Regions from separate parts of the Sus scrofa genome. Here regions 1 and 3 are each linked to region 2. A link is a contact called in public Hi-C and HiChIP or PLAC-seq data. All regions are on one chromosome and are shown on one strand. The core of a region is the stretch at or near the end of the contact, and the rest is flanking DNA. Distances in the headings are between cores, read along the strand shown.

Region 1 (4,151 bases), core at 768-3,267, 1.8 Mb before region 2:
GATAAGGAATAGTGAGCCTCTGGAAGGTTTTAAAATGTAAGTACAAATCAGAGGGGGCAACACGAGAGATGAGAATAAAGTCTCTTTCACTGCTAAAATTCTCTGATCCTATGCACTACATACATAGAATCGAGCCAGAAGCGTGATCCCCAAATTGTTGCACCTAAGCCTCTAAAATCACGCCATCATGGTTTTCTTGGCTAGACAGAAATAAAAGCCTCAGTCATTATGCAACAGTCCTATAATTTTTCATCTCTCAAAGTTTAAGTAAGAAATTGCATCTATTATGACTATTGCATTCCAATACCTTAAGCTTTTTTTTTTTTAGCTTCTTAGGGCTGCACCTGCTGCATATGGAGGTTCCCAAGCTAGGGGTCTAATTGGAGCCACAGCTGCCGGCCTAAGCCACATCAAATCCGAGCCACATCTGCGACCTATACCATCGCTCACAGCAACTCCAGATCCTTAACCCACTGAGCAAGGCCAGGTATCGAACCACAACCTCATGGTTCCTAGTCAGATTCATTTCCGTTGCGCCACGATGGGAATTCCTCCAATACTTTAAGCTTATGTACTTAAAGCTCTATTAAAACGTAAAAATGTTTCTTCCTATTTAGTTCAAGACCCGTACTGTTAAAAACAAACAAAAAAAAACCCCATATGGGGTTCCCTTGTGGCACAGCTGGTTAAGGATCCAGCTGTTGTCACTACAGTGGCTCTGTTACAGCTTTGTCTGGAGGGTTTGATCCCTGGCCCAGAAACTTCCACATGCCCCAGCAGGCCAAACAAACAAAACCCCCACATGCTTACTGCAAATGAATAAAACCACCTAAAACAAAACCCAATCTTAAGAGATATCAAATCATGTTAAGGTTTCAAAGAGGAGGCCTGGTCATTCTAACTGCAATATGGGACCAAAGTGACATAATTGGTAATAGCTGTCCAAGAGTATAGTTAAAATTTACACAAAACTTGGCCAAGTCCAGATTCTGGGGTACGGGAAAGAAAAGTACAAGAGACTGAGACCATTTCGTGACCAATAATGGACTTGAATCAATCACAGGAATTACAAATAAAAGGCAAGGAGAGTCTAAGATTGCAGCACTTTTCCGTCACTTTACTCAACTCCTAAACTAAGAATCACCAGTTTGTTCTCCAACTTCTGAGCCTCAATTGTGTAAAATGAGGTCAATAGTACCTACTACACAGGGTAATGTACGAACTAAATGTATGTACAGTACAGAACCTGACACACGGCTAATGCTCAAGAAATAACAGCTTTTACTATTCACAGCTCGCTTAAATGCTTCCATTATTTTCCTGCAGGTATCAATGTGTCTTAGGATGCTGGTCCCCACAAACACTCGGCATCCATAGATTTCTTTGGAGAACCAAGTTACAGTTCAAGGTACTTAAGACCAAAACAGGTATAGGGCCACGACAACGACCCAAAGTCGAAGCCACTGCAGCTCAACTGTCACCACATCCGCCAAGGCCTGGCGGCCCTTCAATGGGTTCCCGGCTTTGGCGCCCAGCCCCGCCCAGCGAACGCCAACGAGGAGGATGAGGGGGCGGTCTCGGCGGCTCGCCCCGAGCGCTCGGGGAGGCCAGGCCGCCCTCCAGACCTCAATCTGCAAGACTCCCCAGGTTCTCCGCCACCGCGCCGACGCCTGTGGTGTATCCTCCCCGCCCCTCGCCCCCGACGGTCGCACCTTGAGGTGGGTGCGCGGGCCGCCAGCGCCCCCAGACTGGTCGGTGATCTCGTACGCGCCCGTCACCAGCAGGTCCTTGTGGATCTCCTCGCGGAGGCACTTGCGGGAATTAACGGGCAGATGGAAGGAGATCGTGAGGACGGAGCTGGGGCCGAGCAGGAATAAAAGCAGCAACGCTAGCGGGCAAGGGCCACGCAGGGCTTGTGGATCAGACAAGCCAGACATGGTGCCGGAGACTGTTCACCACCGTGGGCCTGTATCGCGCCGGAACCGGGAGGGCCCACGTAACTCACCTCTGACCTTTCAATACTGCCGGCGCCATTTTGGAGGCTGGCAAATAGATTAAAAATGTACAGTAAGTCTTTTAAAGGGAAGTGGGGATATGATAACATATCGTACTCACAGATTAACGTGGTTAAATGAGATTTCCCAGACGTTTCCCCGAAAAGTTTCGTTTTTGTTAAGCTCAGTCAGCCATAGCAAGTATGGGCAGCCCTGGAAGTAATTCTCCTTTAAATTCCGGAAGTAGTGCCCTGAAGTTTTAATGGTCTGTGATACCATAGCAACTAAGCCCCAATAGGAAACAGCCACAATGCCAATTGCTGGGCCCGCCTTCCGACCTCCGGAGAGCACCCGGAGGGGGCGGAGATGCAGGCAGAGTAGGTGCCGTCCCAGTGACGTGGTGACCGTTGGGACTTTGAGCGCTCGAGAGGAAGACCTCAAGAGGCCGAGGAAAATTTGCAATCTGGCTATTAAGCGAGCAGGAGCCAGAACCTCAGAGAAGGAGTAGAGGTCGCCTGGTGAATGTGAGCTGGAACCGTCCAGTTCATGCCCCTGAGCTGGGGTATTTGGGCTGGAGTAACTGATTTCTGAATATGCATCTTATGTAACAGACATTAAGCACCTACTATGCTAGGTGGTATTCAAACTAAATTTGGATTCTGTATTTAAATTGAATAAAACACGCTTTTAGTCCAGTGTTGGAGATGGACCTAATGTGTTTTACCAGATAAGCATTGTCCAGGGAAGCCAAGTATTGATGTGTTTTAAATGTTTAAAACACTTTAGGGATCAAATTGGCAAGTCCGTAGTAAGGAAACCTACATGGTAATCATGCATGCTTTTGTTTAACAAATATTTATTGACTACCTACTATGTGCCAGACACTATCCCATGCATGCCTACTGACATGTTTATTGAGTCAACAAACCATTAGGGGGATGCTATAAAATATTCAGAGCTGAAGAAAGTAGGAAGTTGAAAAAGTACTCATCAGCCTATGTTTAGAATTATCTACTTTGATTCATGTTTATTGAGCATCTACAGAAATACCAAGAAGATGGACTGTATGCTTTTAACAAATTAAACAGTTGTTCTGTGTTTATAACTCCTTTCAGACTATTTCCTGGAACTGAAATCCCACAAACAAAACAAGAACAAACAAAAGAGCTGTAAAGCATTTTAAAATTTGACAAATGTCATATAATAATTATTTTATGAGGTGTCCACTTAGGAACATTTAGTTTGACTATTTTATCCCTCATCTAAGATACCGATGGTAATTTATTCAGAACACCCTGGTAATTTGCATTGGCCATTAGCTTTTTCCCTGGGGAGGGTGGGGGGAGGATCAATACCAAGCAGTTATCTAATTCCCTGTTTACTCTCAGTCCTGAGGCTTTGCCGACCATCAGCAAGAGATTTGCAAACCCATGAAATACCTGTGTGGTTTTTACCTTTAAATTACTTTTTTTTTTTTTTTTTTTTTTAGGGCCACACCCAGGGCATATGGAAGTTCCCAGGCTACGGGTGAATTGGAGCTACAGCTGTTGGCTTACGCCACAGCCACAGCAACGCCAGATCCAGATCCGAGGCAACCTACACCACAGCTCAGGGCAACATTGGATCCTTAACCCACTGAGCAAGGCCAGAGATCCAACACGCATCCTCGTGGATTCTAGTCAGGTTTGTTTACCATTGAGCCACGAGGGGAACTCCTAAATTTCTATTTTATATTTAAATGACAGCTTATATGTTTTAAAATATTTTCACATATATTAGTTATCTCATTTGGCATTTTCAAAAACCATGTGATGTAGGCTGGGCAAATCTGTTCATTTTACAGATGAGGAGAAGTTCTGAGAGGCCAAAGAACTTTCATACCCAAAGTCCCATAGTTTAAAAGTGACAAAGTCGGTCTAAGGGCCTGAGCCTTCTTCAGAAAGGCACTATTATTTTATAAGTGAAGAAACAGAAAAATTGAGTTACTTTCCTAAATTACAGCTCTCAGGTCCTGATCCTGTGTCCTCACTTACCCTGGCCTGCAGCTCTTTCCTTTCCCCCTTCCTTCCTTCTGTTTTTCTTCTTAGTACTCACCACTGTCTAAGCCTCATGCATTTTACTTACACACTTATTAATCTGTCTCCCTGACTGGGATTT
Region 2 (4,379 bases), core at 496-2,995:
GGCCATAGCGCTCCAGGCCTGACGGGGCCGCCAGCACCGCGGGCTTGCTGGAACCATCGACGTGGTTGAGCTGTTGTTGCTGCTGCTGCTGTTGCTGCTGCTGCTGTTGTTGCTGCTGCGCAGCGGCCGCTGCCGCCGCCGCAGCCGCCGCCGCCTCCTTAGCCGACAGGGCCACCGTCTTGACCCCGACGGGCGGCGGCGGCCCGGGGGAGCGGCCGTCCTGGAAGCAGCCGTGCGCCCGCTTCAGCTGGCGCGCGGTCTCGATCACAAACTCGATGCGATCCGCGCCCTCGTAGTTGACGCAACCGCGGCATACGGGTTCCGAGAAGTCCCAGATCATGGCCCAGGGCATGCGGGGCAGGTCGCACAGGTAGCAAGATTGTCTCCGGGACGAGGACACCTGCGCCGCCGACATGATGCCGGCCCTGGGGAAGGTAGGCCCCCGCCCGGGCTGTCTCCGCGGCGCCTTCTCCTCCCGGAGGGCTGGCCGGCTGGGGAGGGAGTCTGGCTGCGGGGGAGGGAGGGGGGGCGAGAAAGTTCTGCCCCAGGGGCTGGAGGGAGCGCGAGTCTCCACCGCCGGCGCAGCGCCTCTCCGCGGGGGCTCCAGCGCCTGGGCGGCGGACGAGTCCAGCCCGCTCCTCGCCCCCACCTCCTACTGCGGCTGTCTCGTCGGGAGGGTAGCTCAGGCGCCTTCTTCCTGGTGTCGCGGACCTGGACTGGAAGCTCCGGGCCCGGGGGGAGGGGGCGAGGGTGCCGGGTGCTGGCCGCTGTGGGTTCTTGGCCCCCTCCCCGGAGTGGCTGGTGCGTGGAAGCTCGAAAGGGGCTGTCTCTTCCTCTCCTCTTGGAGGGGGGGCGCCCTACGACCTGCGTCCTCTCCCCGCCAGGCTCCCTGGGGCGAAGGCTATAGAGGGTTCAGTGCCACCCGGTGCCCGGGTCCAATCTTGCTGAAGTCGCTGCTTCCCGGGAGGGCCGGGGGAGGGGTTGGCAGCCGAGAGAGGAGCTTCTCCCCTCCGCAGCGTCGGCCGTTCCGCTGGCGGCGGCTGGGTTTGCACGGCCGGAGGGAGCCGCCGCGGCCACTGCTTCCAGGATGCACGCGAGCAGAGTAGAGGAGTGCACGCACGCAGGCTCCCGCCGCCCCCAGGCCTGGCGGGCGCCCGGGCCGCCGCGGCTGGCGGCGCTCACGTTGGCTGCAGGGCGCTCGCGCGGCGCCTCGGCCCGGGTCGCATCCCTTCCCGCTCACACTCGCCCGGAATGTGGGGTTGTGATTGTTACTCTACGTTCCGGAGGCGCGTCTCGGCGCTCCCGCTCGCGCTGCGGCTCGCGCTGTCCCGGGCTTGGCCGCGCGGGATGCCGCCCGGGCGGAGCGCTGACGTCACCGCCATGCTCTGCACCAGTTCTCCCCCCCTCCCCTTTACACTTCCTCTGTGGAGCCCACTTGTTGCTCGGGAAAGGCGCATGCGCGGCAGAGAGCCCAGATTCCTCCCAGTCGGCCCCTCCTCCGCGCCTCCGCCCTCCCCTCCCCCCTCGCCGTGTGTGTACAACAGCTGAGGCCCCGCGAGCTAAGGCTGGAAGTCCAGGGCTGGGGGTGGAAATTAAACAGACGATGACCTTTCCTTTCCCCGCCCGGCTTTCCCAAGTAAAAACGCATTTAAAAACCACAAGCGTCGTTTCCGATCCCGCTCCCCACCCCACCCCTGGCAGCGGATTTAAATGTCCTGTTTCAAGATTTTCGCCTTGAATTCCACGTAGGTATTATCCATTTCATCGGCAATCAAACCTTTCCCCCCGCCCCCCCTGTGGAGGTCACATCTTTGCTACCACTGATGCCGAAGCACCTGTAAAATTAGCTGTGTTCCAGTCTTCCAAAAATTGCCTTTTCGCTTTGTTTTTGTGCCCTGGTCTAGGAACCTGCGCTTCAACAACGGAGCTAAATGAATTCAGGGGGAGATACCCCTCCCCCAAGCCGCACTCTAAAAATTTTGGCTGAATGTCTAAAGAAGCTATGAGCACCCGGAGGCCTTTAAGGAAAACAGTCCACTGGCTGCACACAGCTGCAGCTGGGGGCAGGGAGGGGGAGGTGCTGGAGAGACCAAACAGGTGAGTGGTTTTTCCGGGTTTGATTTAAAAAAAAAAAAAAAAAGGTGGGCTCAACATTTAATAGTATTGATATCTCTTTGTAAAACAGCCGCAGTTTTCAAAGTTCCTTCTCATGTGCTGTGATTTCATTCCATAGTGCTCCAGAAGGCTGAGCAAGGCCCCCATCACTTCTCATCATTATTGTTGATTGCAGACCAGATGTGTTGGTCATAGGGCTAGTTGGGGCATTTCAATTGATTTTTCTAAGTATTGGGTCTGCTTTCCCCCCACCATGAAAATTGAGACAATCCTGGACAAGGCTGGAGTGGGGGCAGACAATATAATGGAATTTCAGGTTCCGGAGCCTGGCACACTAGGTTGGAATTTCCTCTCTATCACTTACTGGCTTTGTGACCTTGAGTTAGTTACTTACCCTAAGATAATAACATCTGTTTTCCATCTGTAAAATGGGATCAGAGCTCCCAGCTTATTAGAACTGTTTTAAGATTTCATTTTGTTTCTTGTCCTGATGGGAGGCAACTCACTGAGACTTGTTGGAAGCCAGATACTGTTAGGTGGTTTAGTTGCATCATCATTACATTCTCAGTATTATCTGCAAGGTAGATTCTATTATTAACTCTGTTTTACAAGTTCCGAAAGTAGAGAGGTTAAATAAGTTGCCCAAGGTCACACAGCCATTAGAGACAGAACTGGGATCCGAATCCAGAAAAATCTGCTTTGAAAGGTGGCTTTGACAAGCTTAGGTTCTCAGAGATGGTTTGGGAGTGCTCAAAATGTCCATCATGCCCCCCCCCCATTTGTTGCATACAATCTCATGTAAAGTTCTGTGCAAATACATCTTCATAATTAACCCCCCCCATCCTCCCCTTCCAAATAGATTGTGCCACTGAATTCTTCCACATACAGAAGTGGTGGATCTGCCACTGCCCAGACTGTAGCACAGAGTCAGGTTCACAGGAAGTCATCAGAAAGGGTTGGTTATTATTAGTATTGATATTAATATTGGTACTATGACAGATTAACATGTGGAAGTACTTTGTAAATTGCACAGAATGTAGGGATCCCAGCTCTTGTCACTGCTATTACTACTAATTATAATAAAGTTCAGTTGAAGCAACAAGGAGTATTTATTTTTATTTTGCTACTTGACCTTCAGAACCTGTTCCCCCAGTCCAGCCCTTCTCAGCACCCCAATCTCCCACTCATTCTGGGGCCCTACGTGCAAAAGAAGGGGAGCTTTTAAGAATAGGGAGAAAGGGGGATGGAAGAATCCAAGGGAGCCCCTCTTTCATCTGAAAGCAGCCAGATTTCTGTTTTTGCAAAACAGTGAGCTCACTGTGCACTCCCCAACAATAATAAACTTTCCCCGGCTGGCTGGCTCCCGGCAGTGATTCTTCTGTAAGAGCTGCTGGGAGCATTGCCTCACCCTCCCAGACTTCATCTCTCCCCACAGCACAGCCACCCTGGAGTGAGTCAAAAACACAGGGCTAGGAACTGGAGTGACATCCCCACCAGCCCCAGGCTCGAGGCTCCTTACCTTTGACTTGACTGGTTAACCTGTTTCTTTACACTTATATTTATTCAGCCTTTCCCTTTATTAAACCCCCAATACTGAAGAATAGCAACTTAGCCCCAACCCTCTAGCCAGGCTGCTAGAGAAAGCAAGTCGGATTCTGTGTCATAGTGTTATGTTTGGTATGCACACACATATGTCTCCATCTCCTTGTCTGTCTCTGTCTTCGCTGTTACTAAAGGAGATACACACACACACACACACACACACACACACACATGCCGGGTGTCTTCAGACACCCGGAGTTAGAAATAAACATGCATTTAAACAAACTTCCATTACAGTCTCATAATCCTTTAATTTAAAAGGCATAGCTCTCTTGATACCCTTCCCCCTCAAAGCATCACCGTCATTTATGGCGATAAATTTCCTCTTAATTGCTTGTCAAAGATGGCCCTGTTAGGGGATGTGTCAGGGATTGTGAGAGGCAAGAACACCAATATTTTGGAGATAAATTTCCCTTGAAGGAGCATCCCATGTGACAGTACTGGGTCCACAATGGAAAGTAACTGAGCAAGGTGTGGGGAGGCCCGGCAAGCTTAAACCTAAGACACTAGGTGAGAAGCCGACAGATCAGACAGAACGCTCCCTGTGGGGTCTGGGAGACTGGCAGAGCTAGAGGTCAATCTGGCACAGGGCGAAATGCCCGCAGTCTTCCCAAAGTTCCTTCCAACAGCTGCTGTTCCCCCCCCCCGCCGGCCCCCAGAAT
Region 3 (4,417 bases), core at 374-2,873, 1.7 Mb before region 2:
ATCCGCCCTCTGCCCTAATCCCGCCTCACCCCTCTCCAGGTGCACACCGTGACCTCCGGGTCTGAAAGGTGGGGGAAGGGACACAGGGACCCGTGGCTCTGCGGGGAACTGCGGCTTCGCGTCCCGGAGGTGGCCGGCGCTCTGGGACCGAGCCGGGGCAGGATGACCCCAGGTGTCCTTTGCAGAGGAGCAAGAGGATGGGGCGTTTGGGGGCGCAGAGCACTCCAGAATACCTTGCCTCCCCAAAGCCCCGTTTTCCAGGCCACGGAGTGGTGCCTGAGGTCCCAGCCGCCGCGGTCTCCGGCCTTGGCGCTGCTGGGCACGGTCCTTCCAGCGCCCCCGTCCTCCCCCCTCCAAGTCGGTGCTGGAAAATCACCCGCTGCTGGCTCCCAATAACCAGCTTCCGGGGCATCGAACCACCCCCACCTCTCCAGCTCGGACTTGCGCTCCCCCAATACCTCACTCCATCCAGTACCCCAACTGACGACCTTGTCCACATGACAGCCCCTCCGGAGCCCGAGCTCAGAACCTGGCAAACAACCCTACAGACATTTTTGCATGGAGGTTCTGCACAATGTTTATTGGCTGGTGTCTCTGGGGTTTGACAGTAACTCTAACATCCCGTATTTGGCCGAGGAAAAAAATGCTCCTTTTCCCTTAAAAAAAAATTAATATTAAAATACCCAGCATCGTAGATAAAGTAGGTTATCGTATTCTCTTATTTTGTATCCCTCTACTTTCCGCTTCCAAACGCAGTAACAGTCCTAGTAGTGCTGAGCGCTGGGGCTTGAGGCGAGGGGGTGGGGGTCTGCTTCCACAGTTTGCACCGAATTAGTGATAGAATGAGGAATGGGGGTGGAGGCGCATTCCTTCGGGGGCCAAGGCTTAAGCCCAAGGGGCTGTGTACCTATCTCGCCTATACCTGAACCTCAGAACTCTTCCCGGGTTTCTGTACACAAGTAAAAAGGCGCCTACGCCCCATCCCCCAACCCCGGGAACAAGGGTCCGCATTGAACCAGGTGCGAATGTTCGCTCGCCTTCTCTGCCTTTCCCGCCTCCCCTCCCCCCGGCCACGGCCCCCGCCTCCCCCCCGCGCTGCACCCTTGGTGTTGGCTGCAGCCCGCGAGCAGTTCCCGTCAATCCCTCCCTCCCGTTTACACAGGATGTCCATATTAGGACATCTGCGTCAGCAGGTTTCCACGGCCGTTCCCTGAAGTTGTGGGGGGAGCCATCCCCGAAGTCCCTCATTTTAGGGGGTCTACGCGACCCCAAGACCGAGACTGAGAAAAGCTCAGAAGATAAAGAAACACAATAAGACGAAAGGCAGGGGGCTGAGACGGCGGAAGAGGCAGCAAAGAGGCTGCAGAGGTGGCAAGATCCGAGCGCCACCCCTCGAGAGCTGCAATGGTAGCGCTCCGTGACGTATTGGGCTCATTCATAAAATGCTGTTATAAAAGCAGTGGCCTAGTACTCCAACCGCATCTGCAGCGAGCAGCTAAGCTGAGACAGAACCGGCAGCGGCGCAGCGAGCGAGCAGCGACCGCGCTCTTACCCAGCTCAGCCCCGCAGCTCCTACCTGTCTCCGCCCCTCAGCCCCTCGCCCGGCTTTGACTACCTGCGATCATGATGTTCTCCGGCTTCAACGCCGACTACGAGGCGTCATCATCCCGCTGCAGCAGCGCCTCCCCTGCCGGGGACAGTCTCTCCTACTACCACTCACCGGCCGACTCCTTCTCCAGCATGGGCTCTCCCGTCAATGCGCAGGTAAGGCTGGCTTCGTGCCACCGCGGGGCTCGGGGCTCGGGGTTACCGGGGAGGAGACACTGGGACGGGACGCTCAGGAAGACAAGCCGGGGACCCCATTGGCCAGAGAGGGAGGCTTGCCCCGGCCGGATCAGCCCTATCTCGGGAGCCCCGGACTTGTTCGGAGCGCACACATGCTTGTCAAAATAAGAATCTTTTCTCCTCTCCCGCTGTGGGCTCATTCTGAGCTGACCCTGGCCCACGCGCTCTGACTGGTCTCTGACATTAGCTGGGGGCAAAAGTGTCCCAAGCAAAGACTGGCTAACTAGAGCCGGGCACCTCCGGGGGAGGAGGCAAAAAGCGGCGATCCTCCCTCCCCTCGCAGCCTGGAGCAGGGAGGAGGGTGAGAGGAGGAGGGTGAAGCCGGCGGGTGTGTAAGGCAGTTTCATTGATAAAAAGCGAGTTCATTCAGGAGACTCCGGAGCGGCGTCTGCGTCAGCGCAGACGTCAGGGATATTTATAACAACCCCCCTTTCAAGCGAGTGATGCTGAAGGGATAACGGGAACGCAGCAGCAGGATGGAGGAGAAAGGCACTGCGCTGCGGAATTCTTGGGAAGGGAGAGACCTTTCATCCAGGATGAAGGACATATAAAAATACATAAGCAGTCCATTTTTCACTCTCTCCCTGCTGCATGCGGCACTGGGCACTCCGCTCACCCCACCTGCGTCCAGAGCCTGGTCGCTCACGTCAGCTTTCCCCTTCTATATTTCATTCTAGGACTTCTGCACCGATCTGGCCGTCTCCAGTGCCAACTTCATCCCAACGGTGACTGCTATCTCGACCAGCCCAGACCTGCAGTGGCTAGTGCAACCCACCCTGGTCTCCTCGGTTGCCCCATCCCAGACCAGAGCCCCTCACCCCTACGGAGTCCCCACTCCCTCGGCTGGGGCTTACTCCAGGGCTGGAGTCGTGAAGACCATGCCAGGAGGCAGAGCTCAGAGCATTGGCAGAAGGGGCAAGGTGGAACAGGTGAGGGTTCTCAACACCTTCTCTCTGGTGGTGGCTGGGGTTGGGGGGGTAAGGTCAGTCTTGATGGAGATGGGGAGCATAGTGGACAGGGTGAAGCCATGGGTGGAACTGATTACATATCCTGGACTGGGAACCCCGGCTCCAAGCCCTATCCATCCCAAGTCAGACTCTAATAGTCCACCCTAAGTAATATCCAATGTGCAGTTTCTTCCCTAATAGTTTCTTATCTCACCCTTGTAGCTTCTCTTTGTTCTCCTGCTGAGGTTCTTATTTTAAATGCAAGTCACACCCAGCTTGCAACTGCAGGTTAGAAATGGCTTCACAGAAGAGGTGCCAGGAGGCGGGAAGCTGCAGGCGCCAGTTTTCCTAGGGTGGGTGAACGGAGCTGATAGCAGGCACTGTTACTGAATGTTGCCCTCTCTCTCTCTCCCCACCTCCAGTTGTCCCCAGAAGAAGAAGAGAAAAGGAGAATCCGAAGGGAAAGGAATAAGATGGCTGCAGCCAAATGCCGGAACCGGAGGAGGGAGCTGACTGACACACTCCAAGCGGTAGGTAGAATCCATGGATCACTTCTTTCGAAAACTTAAGGGCAAAGTTAGAGACTGGGTAGAAGGGAACAGAGTCTTTGAGTAAGACCGTGTCTTATGCTTTGCTGTATCCTCTGTATCCAGGAGACAGACCAGCTAGAAGACGAGAAGTCTGCTTTGCAGACTGAGATCGCCAACCTGCTGAAGGAGAAGGAAAAACTCGAGTTCATCCTGGCAGCTCACCGACCTGCCTGCAAGATCCCTGATGACCTGGGCTTCCCTGAAGAGATGTCTGTGGCTTCCCTTGATCTGAGTGGGGGCCTGCCTGAGGCTGCCACCCCCGAATCTGAGGAGGCCTTCACCCTGCCCCTCCTCAATGACCCGGAGCCCAAGCCCTCCGTGGAGCCAGTCAAGAACGTCAGCAGCATGGAGCTGAAGGCCGAGCCCTTTGATGACTTCCTGTTCCCAGCATCGTCCAGGCCCGGCGGCTCTGAGACAGCCCGCTCTGTGCCGGACATGGACCTGTCTGGTTCCTTCTATGCAGCAGACTGGGAGCCCCTGCATGGTGGCTCCCTGGGGATGGGGCCCATGGCCACAGAGCTGGAGCCCCTGTGTACCCCGGTGGTCACCTGCACCCCCAGCTGCACTACTTACACGTCTTCCTTCGTCTTTACCTACCCCGAGGCTGACTCCTTCCCCAGCTGTGCGGCTGCCCACCGCAAGGGCAGCAGCAGCAACGAGCCTTCCTCTGACTCGCTCAGCTCACCCACGCTGCTGGCCCTGTGAGCGGGCAGAGAGGGGAGGCAGCAGGCAGGCACGCGCCACTGCCCGAGTCGGTGCATTATGGAGAGGAGAAACACGTCTTCCCTCGAGGGTTCCCGTAGACCTAGGGAGGACCTTATCTGGGCGTGAAACACACCACCAGGCCGTGGGCCTCAAGGACTTGAAAGCATCCACGTGTGGACTCGAGTCCTTACCTCTTCTGGAGATGTAGCAAAACGCATGGAGTGTGTATTGTCCCCAGTGACACATCTGAGAGCTGGTAGTTAGTAGCATGTTGAGCCAGGCCTGGGTCTGTGTCTCTTTTTCTCTTGCTCTTTAGTCTTCTCATAGCAT

What was found. Hi-C and Micro-C count contacts between places; a contact is called where the count stands out from the background. HiChIP or PLAC-seq counts read pairs in DNA pulled down with a chosen protein or histone mark.
Region 1: an H3K27ac HiChIP or PLAC-seq map of alveolar macrophages shows a contact between it and region 2. The contact joins the promoter of TMED10 here to the promoter of IRF2BPL in region 2. A contact is called at or near these places in 1 of 47 Hi-C or Micro-C datasets (embryonic fibroblasts) and 2 of 2 datasets of contacts at active chromatin or transcription factors (alveolar macrophages and skeletal muscle).
Region 3: a contact with region 2 is called in a Hi-C map of embryonic fibroblasts, with 2.7 times the contacts expected there. The contact joins the promoter of FOS here to the promoter of IRF2BPL in region 2. A contact is called at or near these places in 1 of 47 Hi-C or Micro-C datasets (embryonic fibroblasts) and 1 of 2 datasets of contacts at active chromatin or transcription factors (alveolar macrophages).

Annotation. Positions count from the first base shown.
Region 1 is chr7:98,360,635-98,364,785 of Sscrofa11.1, forward strand. TMED10 (transmembrane emp24 domain-containing protein 10) reads right to left here and starts at 2,018. Exons shown (of 5, transcript XM_001926711.5): 1 at 1,713-2,018. The coding sequence starts at 1,937.
Region 2 is chr7:100,122,075-100,126,453 of Sscrofa11.1, forward strand. It overlaps IRF2BPL (interferon regulatory factor 2-binding protein-like), which reads right to left and starts at 1,746. Exons shown (of 2, transcript XM_001928316.6): 1 at 1-1,746. The coding sequence starts at 415.
Region 3 is chr7:98,447,885-98,452,301 of Sscrofa11.1, forward strand. FOS (Fos proto-oncogene, AP-1 transcription factor subunit) reads left to right here and starts at 1,624. Exons shown (of 4, transcript NM_001123113.1): 1 at 1,624-1,764; 2 at 2,523-2,774; 3 at 3,215-3,322; 4 at 3,446-4,087. The coding sequence starts at 1,624. The coding sequence ends at 4,087.